Linked DNA regions of Mus musculus: region 1 is linked to region 2. The links are chromatin contacts, called in public targeted proximity ligation maps. All regions are on one chromosome and are shown on one strand. The core of a region is the stretch at or near the end of the contact, and the rest is flanking DNA. Distances in the headings are between cores, read along the strand shown. Region 1 holds the start of Cst6 (cystatin E/M). Region 2 overlaps Pacs1 (phosphofurin acidic cluster sorting protein 1).

Region 1 (4,683 bases), core at 1,688-4,187, 170 kb after region 2:
AACAAGAATTACAACTACAAAGAAATTTACAAAGAATCTAACACCTGCTTCCTTCAGTCCAACATGACATTGTCTGGTCCCTGTCCCTCCTGTGAGAGTGATCCCTCCTGGATAGCAGTTCTTGTCCCCTCTGGAACTCCATGGCTCAGGATCATTTAGGAATCTTTCCCAGAGCAAAACTCTGAGAAAGTACCCCTGGGAAGGATGTGAGGGGTGTGTACTGGCTTCATGACCTCTGGCCTAAGGAACTCAGGAGAGAAAGTCACCTCCAGCTGCCAGTACATACGAGAATCTTTGTGAGCTGGAAACCCAGTCCTGTAGGGCCCATGGAGTTGAGCAGCCATCTTACACAACTGTTTGGTACTGAGAGTTCAGCAGGATAGGGGCTTCCCTTCACAAGCTAGCTGATGAGGGGACTGGACTGGATTGGAGACTGCTTGGAGGTCCCTCATGTAGCCACAGTCATGCCCATAAGGCCTGGTGTCGGGGCCTTAGAGGGCTGTAGTCTGAGAACTTGACATTCCCCCAATATATATGTGGTCAAATGTTCCAGACATGCTGAGTTGGAATGGTGCGTGCCTGTGATCCCAGCACTTGGGAGGCGGAGGCAGGTGGACCTCTCAGTTTGAGGCCAGCCTGGTCTACAGAGTGAGTGCTAAGACAGCTAGGGCTATGCAGAGAAACCCTTCCTCAGAAAAAAAGAAAAACATTCCAGCTACCGAGATATGAAAGGCTTTGCTGCTGTCGCAGAATGTACCTTGCTAAAAGCAAGCAAGGTCTCATGAGGGCCCTGTAAGCCGCTGGCTGGTGCTCTTTGCTGCTTCACCATTTGAGGGCAATAACAAGAGCTGTGTCACTAAAAAACTCACTGGTCTGAGCCATCAGGCTTTGCGACCCTCCTGACCCCAGGTTTTGACACCCTCCTCCTCGGAGTCCCAGCATGAACCCTGGGAGAGAGGCTGGACTGGCTCACACAGACATCCCTACTGTAGCTAGTCTCCGGTATCCATCTTCTGTGTCTTTCTTTCCTCCTCTGAGACCACTGAAAATGTCTGGAAGAGGGGCTTCCTCTGAGGACCCTACCCTCAGTACTGCCTCAGAGGGATCAGTAGGGGCTCCCCTGGAGGGTAAGGACATGGTGCCCAGTCAGCTGTGGGGTTCTGAGAGTCACTGGGAGCAGAGTGAGGGTCAGGGTGAGTGAAACACACAGGAGAAAGCAGTGCAAGAAGCAGAGCTGCAGATTTATTGCAACAGACGTGGCCCGTGGCCCTGAGGCGCCTCCACCATGCTTGTTCCCATGGGGCCCTGACTCTGTCACCCTGGGGCCGGTCACACCTGCACGCAGTCATGCTTTAGAAGCTGAGTAGTGTTCTTCCAGGGGACTTCAAGGAGCTCAAAGTTGCAACGCAGTTTCTGAGAGGGAAGCACAGAGGACAAGGAGGGTGAGGTTGGCAGCAACCTCCTCCTCCCAGAAGTCAGCCCCCCTGACGGCCACGTCTCTCTGGAGCCGGGGACAGACCATGAGTGGTCCCAAAACATGGAATCAGAAGGCAGGAGATGCTCCCAGGTTTATCTCAGGCAACTCCTACCCCACGAGGAATCCCCAGTCTCTCTTCTGCACTCCACCCTGGCCTGAGTCATACAAGAGCCAAAGCGAACAGGTGGAGCCAGGCTTCTGCCTGACCAGATAGACTGGTCAGGATAGACAAGCTAAGGGCCTCAGACCCTGCATGGGGTTGGGATGGGGTCGGTGCTGTTACCTCCTGCTGCCCCCCTGCAGCCAGAGGGCAGGTGGTGAGGTCCATGTGTTCTCCAGAGACTCTGGTCTTTCGGCACTCTGTGCTTTCTATGTCCAAAGTCAGGTAGTACTTGATGCCAGCCACCAGCTGGGAACCAAACAGGGCAGGTGAGAGATGCCTGGGAGTCCAACCTGTGTGTCTATGCTTTCCCTCCCTCTAAGAGTCTCCACTCTCCCAGGCAAATGCAACCCTCTGACCTACATATTCAGACCTGGAGTGGAGGCAGGAACTTCTGTGTGTGAGCAGAGCCCTAGGCTGGGCAAGAAGCTGGAGAGCTCCTGTCTGCGGCTAGACTGTAAAGGTGAATGGTATGTGGCACCTACACTGGGCCCTTCCACTCCACCTGGCAGGTTGGGGAAGTGAGGTTAGTTATGCCAAAGGAGGCTGCATCCTGCATTTCTTTGATAGTTAGATAGCGCTGCTTCCAGAGGACTTTACTAATCTGTTTTGTTTTGAAGTATTTCATAGAAAGGTCTGGGGGTTATGGTTGGTTTTAGTGCCCCCTTGTGTTTGGTAGCAAGCTAAGCAGCTCTCTGTTTATCTCCTGTCTCCTGTCACCTGTCCTCGGTCCCCCTGTCCCTGTCCCTCTCCAAATTGTCCCTCTCCACAGCCACTCTGTTCCATAACCTGTCCCACAACCTCTGTCCCAGCCACCGCACCTGATATTTTGCATCGATGACTTTGGTGTCTCGGAAGTAGTAGAGGCTGTCGCTGCCCATATTGTAGCTGGCCACAGCTGCCTGTGCGGCCTTTTGCACCCGCGGGTCGGTGGGTGACAAGTTCTGGCGTTCTCCGGTCCTGCGGCTCCGCAGCTCGGCGCGGGCGTCAGGTGACAGGGTCAGGAGGCAGAATGCGAGCAGGCCAAGGCCCATCGCCAGCGGGAAGTGAGGACGCTCCATAGCCGCGGATTCAGTGTCTGGACTTCCATCCTGCGCGGCTTTTACAGCCTTCGCGGGCCCCTCCCGGCCCCGCCCAACGCCTGCTTGTTTCCTTAGCAAGCCTGGACCAGCTTGCAGGTGCCTGGAGGCGGGTGCACCTCCCCTACCTACGCAGTGTAAGAACCAGAGATGGCACACAGGTCCCAGAACCTCTACGTGTAGAGATGCTGGCCTATCATTCCTATCTCCCAGGAGGGAGAGAACAGTTCATACCAGGGCCCTGACGTTTGAGTTGCCAAAAGCAATTATATGGTTACATTCTTACTGCTATCATTTTATCATTTCCTTTTCTCTTTCTTTCTTTCTTTCTTTCTTTCTTTCTTTCTCTCTCTCTTTCTTTCTTGTTTGTTTGTTTGTTTCGAGACAGGGTTTCTCTGTGTAGCTCTGGCTGTCCTGGAACTCACTTTGTAGACCAGACTGGTCTCGAACTCAGAAATCACCTGCCTCTGCCTCCCGAGTGCTGGGATTAAAGGTGTGCACCACTATCATCCGGCATTGCCACCATTTTCTTATCGTGCCATTTTTAGAGAAATTATAACTCCCAGCCTGCATTTCTTCTTCTGAAAAATAAATGCTATAAGGATCGATGAACTGACACAGGTAAAGAGCCTAAGAGAGGCCGGGTGCCATGCAAACAAACGGTGGGTGGGTAGGAGTCCTTACTACTCAAGCCGGCACTACTGTCCCTCACAGCCATGGTGGACCCGGTTGGCTGACCCTTTCACTTTGCAGAGGTGGGACGCCATGGCACAGAAGGGAGAAGTAATATGTGCAACGATTTCAACTGGTCCCTAGTAAGTAAGTATACTGAAGAGCCTAAGTCGTGTGTGTGTGTGTGTGTGTGTGTGCTATAAAATAAGATCTTGTGTGTCCCTGGCTGACCTTGAATTTCATAGCTCAGGATGACTTTGAACTCCTGATCTCCCTGCTTCTCCCTTCCAAGTGCTAGCATTACCATCATATTTTATTTGGTGCTGAGAACAGAATGCAGGGCTTCATGTGTGCTAGAGACAAGCACTCTACCAACTAATATCCCTAGCCTCATTTCATTTTGCTGGGCTTGAACCTAGGGTCTTATGCATGCTGGGCAAACACTTCACCTGCAGCCCTCGTTTTTTTTGTTTGTTTGTTTGTTTGTTTGTTTTGTTTTCAAGACAGGGTTTCTCTATGTATCCCTGGCTGTCCTGGAACTCACTCTGTATGTAGACCAGGCTGGCCTCGTACTCAGAGATCTGCCTGCCTCTGCCTCCCAAGTGCTGGGATTAAAGGCATGCGCCACCATGCCCGGCATGCAGCCCTCGTTTTACTCCTTATCTCTAGATAGGGACTTGTTGATCACCCAGGCTGACCGTGAAGCCCTTGCTCTGTAGACTGCAGGCCTTGAGTCTGTGGCTTCCCAGCTTCAGCCTCCTGGCAGGGATTACAAGCCTGTGCTACCAGGTCAAGTTCTTGTCTATGTTCTTAGCTCAGGCTGAGTTTGAAAAGAAAGACTTGCCTCCGAAGAGGGGTGAGTCACGCCAGGTGCCATCTTTCTAACTGGGAGGCTTTGGATAGTCACTCAGGGCCTGGGTGTCCTACGGGAAATAGGATGACAAGTCTTTTTTCCTAAAGCTGTTCTTCTGACTGACAATGACAGTTCCACACTCTCATCCCTAAGGACACTGGACATCCAGTGGGGTAGGAGCAGATCAGCCACCCCATGGCAGCTGCACGTGGGCTGCCCTGGCAAAGTTTCCTTCCCCGGGCATCTTATTTCATGTTTTCTGACTAGCTCAAAGCCACTTTCCCTCTTTTCTTTTTTTTTTCCCCACTTTACTTATCTATTTTTTATTACTTTTTTTTAAGAGAAATGTTCATGCCTCAGCATGGGAGAGGTGCGTGTGTGTGCGTGCCATAGCGTGCACACGCAGAAGGTGAGAGAGGTGTGCGTGCCATAGCGTGCACAC
Region 2 (4,676 bases), core at 376-2,875:
TGCATGAAACTACAAAGGATTGTTCTGGGAGAGCTGACCTTCATCACCAGAGACTGATAACCTAGGGCTGCCATGAGCCTGCACCGACAGCTCTAAAGTGACCCCCATTTCACACTAACTTCACTCCTTGACTGAGTACATCTTTCCTGGCAAACCTAGAGTTTACTGCCCTGATCCTGATTCTCATCTGTCCTTTCTCACTCAGAGATTAACTACTCTTTTGAAATGTAAAAAGCATCATGCTTTGGTTATTTCTTTATATATCACTGTCTTCTGAAGATTTCCACTGTACATATGAAATTAATGAAACAAGTATGATTTCCTCTCATTCCTTAAGAGTCTTAGCATCAGCCAAAGGGTGCACATAAGAACTACAGAGTGGAGGGGGACATCTTTCTCCCCTGTGGTTTCACACCACAGCTATTTTAAGACCTTGAAAACAAAAATTCCCAGACACGTCATGCACATATGGGTGGAACTAATTGGACTCAATGGTTATAATGAAGGAGGGGGGAGAAGATAAGGTCTGTGTGTGTGGGGGGGTGGGGGGTGTTGGGAAGCCTAGCAGGAGTGGAATAGGAGAGTTAGGTAAGAGTTAGATAAGATAAAAATACATTGTATACATGTATGAAATTCTCAAAGAATAAATAATTATAAACATTTAAAAAAAACCCTCTGGACGAGCACCTTCAGGTCTACTATGGGGCCCCTAACACATGAGGTACACATTTTAGACCTACTTAATCAGCTAGCTTTGTATAAGCAGACTTACAGACAATATGAAAATAAGCTAGCAGGCCTAAAAGTAATTTAATACTGGGGCTGGCAGAGACACTGGGGGAAAAACAATAGCAGGTCAGGCTCTACTAATAATCACTATCAAGGAAGAACTACAGTCAACCCTCTCCCTAATAATATAAAATAACCCTTATCCAATAGTATCATTTGTAGTTATTTATTTACTCATTCTTTAATGGACAATTGCCACACCCACTCCAGTGGAGTCTGCGTGACAAGTCCAAAAGCTGGCTGCAGTCCTGAGGCAAAAAGTTTCATGGAAACTGGTCTCCTGGAGTCTTTGGCGTCCCATAACACAGATGTATTTCAGATTTGTCCTTGAAATAGTTGGTGAAGGGTTCTGTGTGCTTTCCTTTAGTATTGTTTTATTATAGGTGCCCCCAAGGAATGATTTGACAAATAGCTAAGTTAGATTGAACATTGCTTCCTGGCTTTCACTCGTGTCCCAATGTCCTAGGCAGTCTTTGAGCAGACCCTGAGCTTGGAATTTTGTAAAAACATTACTTATTCAGATGAAATGCCTCCAGTGTTGAAAGAGAGATAGTGAAAGAAATCACACATTGCAATCTACTAGATAGAGTTGGAGATTTCAGGGCAAGTTTAACAAAGTAAGTTTAGAATTCTTATTATAGTCATGTATGGCAGACTACATTACCTAATAGAGGAAAGTTTGTGGGCTCCTCTGGTAAATGGAGGTCCCTCACAAAACACTTAGAATAACAGCTGAGTCACTCCCATATACAAGAATTTACAATGGTTTCGGAAGAAGCCTGGGCTGTGGTTAGGAGGAACTAGAGTATTGCATTACTTATGAAAAGGTTAGCAAGAGTGGAGCCCTCCCGAGTGCACACTTTCACAAGCCCAGAAGAATAGCACAGCTAGCTACTTACTAGGAGCCGGCTGGTGGTGGGTTACACAATCAATTAGAATTAGAACTATGGCTTGGGCGTGAGAGCCCTTGCCCCGGGGGTGTAAAGACCTCACACCCAGCTTCTAAGAATATGGCTGACCTTAGATAGGGCTGACTCCCAGTTGTTACATTGCCTGGTTCCTGCCAGTCTTTATGTACACATTTTTGTGTTTTGTGTAAAGAGTCATTATGCATCGAGTAACCTCAGTGTACCTTAGCTGACGTGTCACCTAACTTCCTAATTTTCTTCTGTAATATAAGTCTGATGCTTGCTTTGAGAAATTACATTCAGATCCAACACTCTCTTGTGTTTGTGCCTGTTTGTAACTTGCTGACTCCTTGCCCACCTGAATACTGGGACCCTGATTTCTCCCTCGGGTTGAGGGACTCTGATTGACCCAGCAATGTAAAAGATAGCTTTAAAAAATAAAATTATGAGCAAAGTATAGTGGTGGCTTTAATTCTAGCAATCAAGAGGCAGAGGCAGGTGAATTCAAGGCCAGTGTGGCCAATATAGTGAGTTTCAGGACAGCCAAGGCTACTTAGACACCCTATTTCAAAACAAACAAACAAACCAACCAACCAACCAACCATCAAACAATAATAAAATAAGGGGTCTAGAGAGACGGCTCAATGGTTAAGAATACATACTACTCTTGCAGAGGCCCAGAGTCTGTTTACCAGCACCCATGTTGGGCAGCTTACATTCCCTTGTAACTTCAGCTCCAGAGGTTATGATACCGCTCGCCTTCCCTGGCACTTACAGTGGCATATACATAATTAAATAGAAAACAAATCTTGAAAATACTTTTTAGGGCTGGAGAGATAGTTCAATGGCTAAGAGTACTGGCTCTTGCAGGAACTGAATCTGATTTCTCAGTACTGACTTGGTGGTCTCAACCATGGATAACTCCTTCTAGGGGATCCAACACCTTTTCAGACCTCTGCAGGCACCAGGCTTGAACACGGTACACATAGCATACATGTGTAGAGGGCACAAGGTTCTTGTGGTTTCAGATAAGCACTAGGGAAACGAAGAATGTTAAACACATAGGATTGTCTCTTGAACAGAAGGGATAAATACTTGTTTTCCACACAGAATGCTAGCAGTGAGTGTTGTTAATATCCTGGTGATCTATGCTATCTGCAGGGGCCAGGCCACACCTGAATTACCCAGACTACTATGTTTATCCCAAACTCTTCCTCCCTAGACCTTTAACTTGACCATTGTTTCTCAGTCAATAGAACCTAGGGGGAGAAGTCACATGTACTTTGTAGTTTGGTGACCTCTACAATTTCTGTATGAGTGAGACCACACCTGATACTCCCCTAGGCCTTAAGCTATAGAACCCATCTTTATGGAAGAGGTCACATGTACTATGCAAAAAAGTTTCAACGTAGTCATACCTTAAAGCTTTACTGTGCACATGAGACAAAACTGTACTATACTTAAATGTCTAAAATATAATAATGTCAGACTCCAGAAGTCTGAACCAACATCAGCTACTGAGCCACTGAACCGGGTTTCCTGCTTACCTCAGTCAGATGTTTCTCTGCTGGCCATGGCCCAAACATGCAGGTCAAATATTTATGCACATAAAATAAAATAAAATAAAGCTAAGCAATTTAGATTCTTAAGACGTCTTTGTGTGGGGGCACAGTGTGCCATGGCACACTCTAAGTCAGAAGGCGTTCTGCAAGAATTAGAATTGTTCTCTCCTACTATGTGGTCATCACCGTGACTGACCTGACGTGTTCAGGCTTGGTGGCAACTGTCTTCACCTGCTTAGCTACCATCTCACCAGCCCTTTTACTTGAGGGTTGTTTTTTTTAAGATTTATTTATTTATTATATGTAAGTACACTGTAGCGGTCTTCAGACACCCCAGAAGAGGGCGTCAGATCTTGTTACAGATGGTTGTGAGCCACCATGTGGTTGCTGGGATTTGAACTCAGGACCTTCGGAAGAGCAGTCGGTGCCATCTGTCCAGCCCCTACTTGAGGTTTAAAAGGTGAGTTTGTTTACTTTTTCCTAATTTCTTAGATGAAACCATTTTCTAATTAGTTATAGAACCAAGAAGAGTCCATCTAGTCCAATTGCAACCTCTTTTGGGCTAATAGTGATGATGATGATGATAATAATAATTATTATTATTTTTGTTTCCTTTCTTTATTCTAGCTGGGTTATTTGAGACAGGGTTTGATGATTCATCCTAGGTTGGCCTAGAATTTGCAACTCCCAGCCTTAGCTTCCCAGGAGCTGGGTGGGAGTCCAGGTGTTTGCTACCATATTCAGTTTGTAGTACCTTTATAAAGCTACCCCTTCTACAGGCCAAGTGAACCTTGTGTATATGTGTGTGTGTGTGTGTTCCCTGCAACAAACCCTTGATGGCTGTACTACTAACTAGGCAGTTCTCCATGTGCATCCTCAGATGTTAGCTAGAATGTACCAAGGTTTAGAGAGTATACTTTCACTGCCTAAGGTTCAAACTAGACAAAGAAAACAGCTGAAAGTCCAGTGTGAATCAATACAGTTGTAATTCCAGCCACTTGTAAAACTGAGGCAGGAGGATTTCAAGTTCAAGGCCAACCTGGGCATTTTAGGGAGACATCTTATGTAAGGATTAAAAAGGGCTGGGAATGTAGCTCAGCATAGCACTGTCATAGCATGGATGATGTTCCAGAACTAATCCTCAACATGTGAGACAGAGAGGGAGGGACATAGAAAGCCTTTGCTTATTTCTAGTTCTCTAAGCCAACAAACTCATTATTTCAAGTCTCTCCACAGCCCTTCCTTTTCAGATTTTTCCATTGTAGGTCAAGCTTTTTTCCTTCTTTGAAGTCTGCAGTTTTCCTACTTCTTCAAGCTTTCATCTAGTTCTACCTTGAGCTAAAGGACAGAGACTATGTCATCCTCTTTCTTGGATACTTCCAATTTGCAACAGAGTAATGTGAAAGAAAATGAGCAC

What was found.
Region 1: a targeted proximity ligation map of the HPC-7 cell line shows a contact between it and region 2, with 9 times the contacts expected there. A contact is called at or near these places in 17 of 39 promoter capture datasets (the 3T3-L1 cell line, the C10 cell line, the HPC-7 cell line and 11 more), 44 of 484 Hi-C or Micro-C datasets (the 63-12 cell line, B cells, the Ba/F3 cell line and 23 more), 12 of 130 datasets of targeted methods (the HPC-7 cell line, bone marrow-derived dendritic cells, embryonic fibroblasts and 6 more) and 5 of 9 other capture datasets (adipose tissue, embryonic stem cells, liver and 2 more).

Annotation. Positions count from the first base shown.
Region 1 is chr19:5,346,637-5,351,319 of GRCm38.p6, forward strand. It overlaps Cst6 (cystatin E/M), which reads right to left and starts at 2,938. Exons shown (of 3, transcript NM_028623.5): 1 at 2,459-2,938; 2 at 1,761-1,886; 3 at 1-1,413. The coding sequence starts at 2,698. The coding sequence ends at 1,330.
Region 2 is chr19:5,177,211-5,181,886 of GRCm38.p6, forward strand. The region is part of intron 1 of Pacs1 (phosphofurin acidic cluster sorting protein 1); the gene reads right to left. Among named protein-coding and RNA genes, the nearest start is that of Gm30840, 54 kb to the left of the region's middle.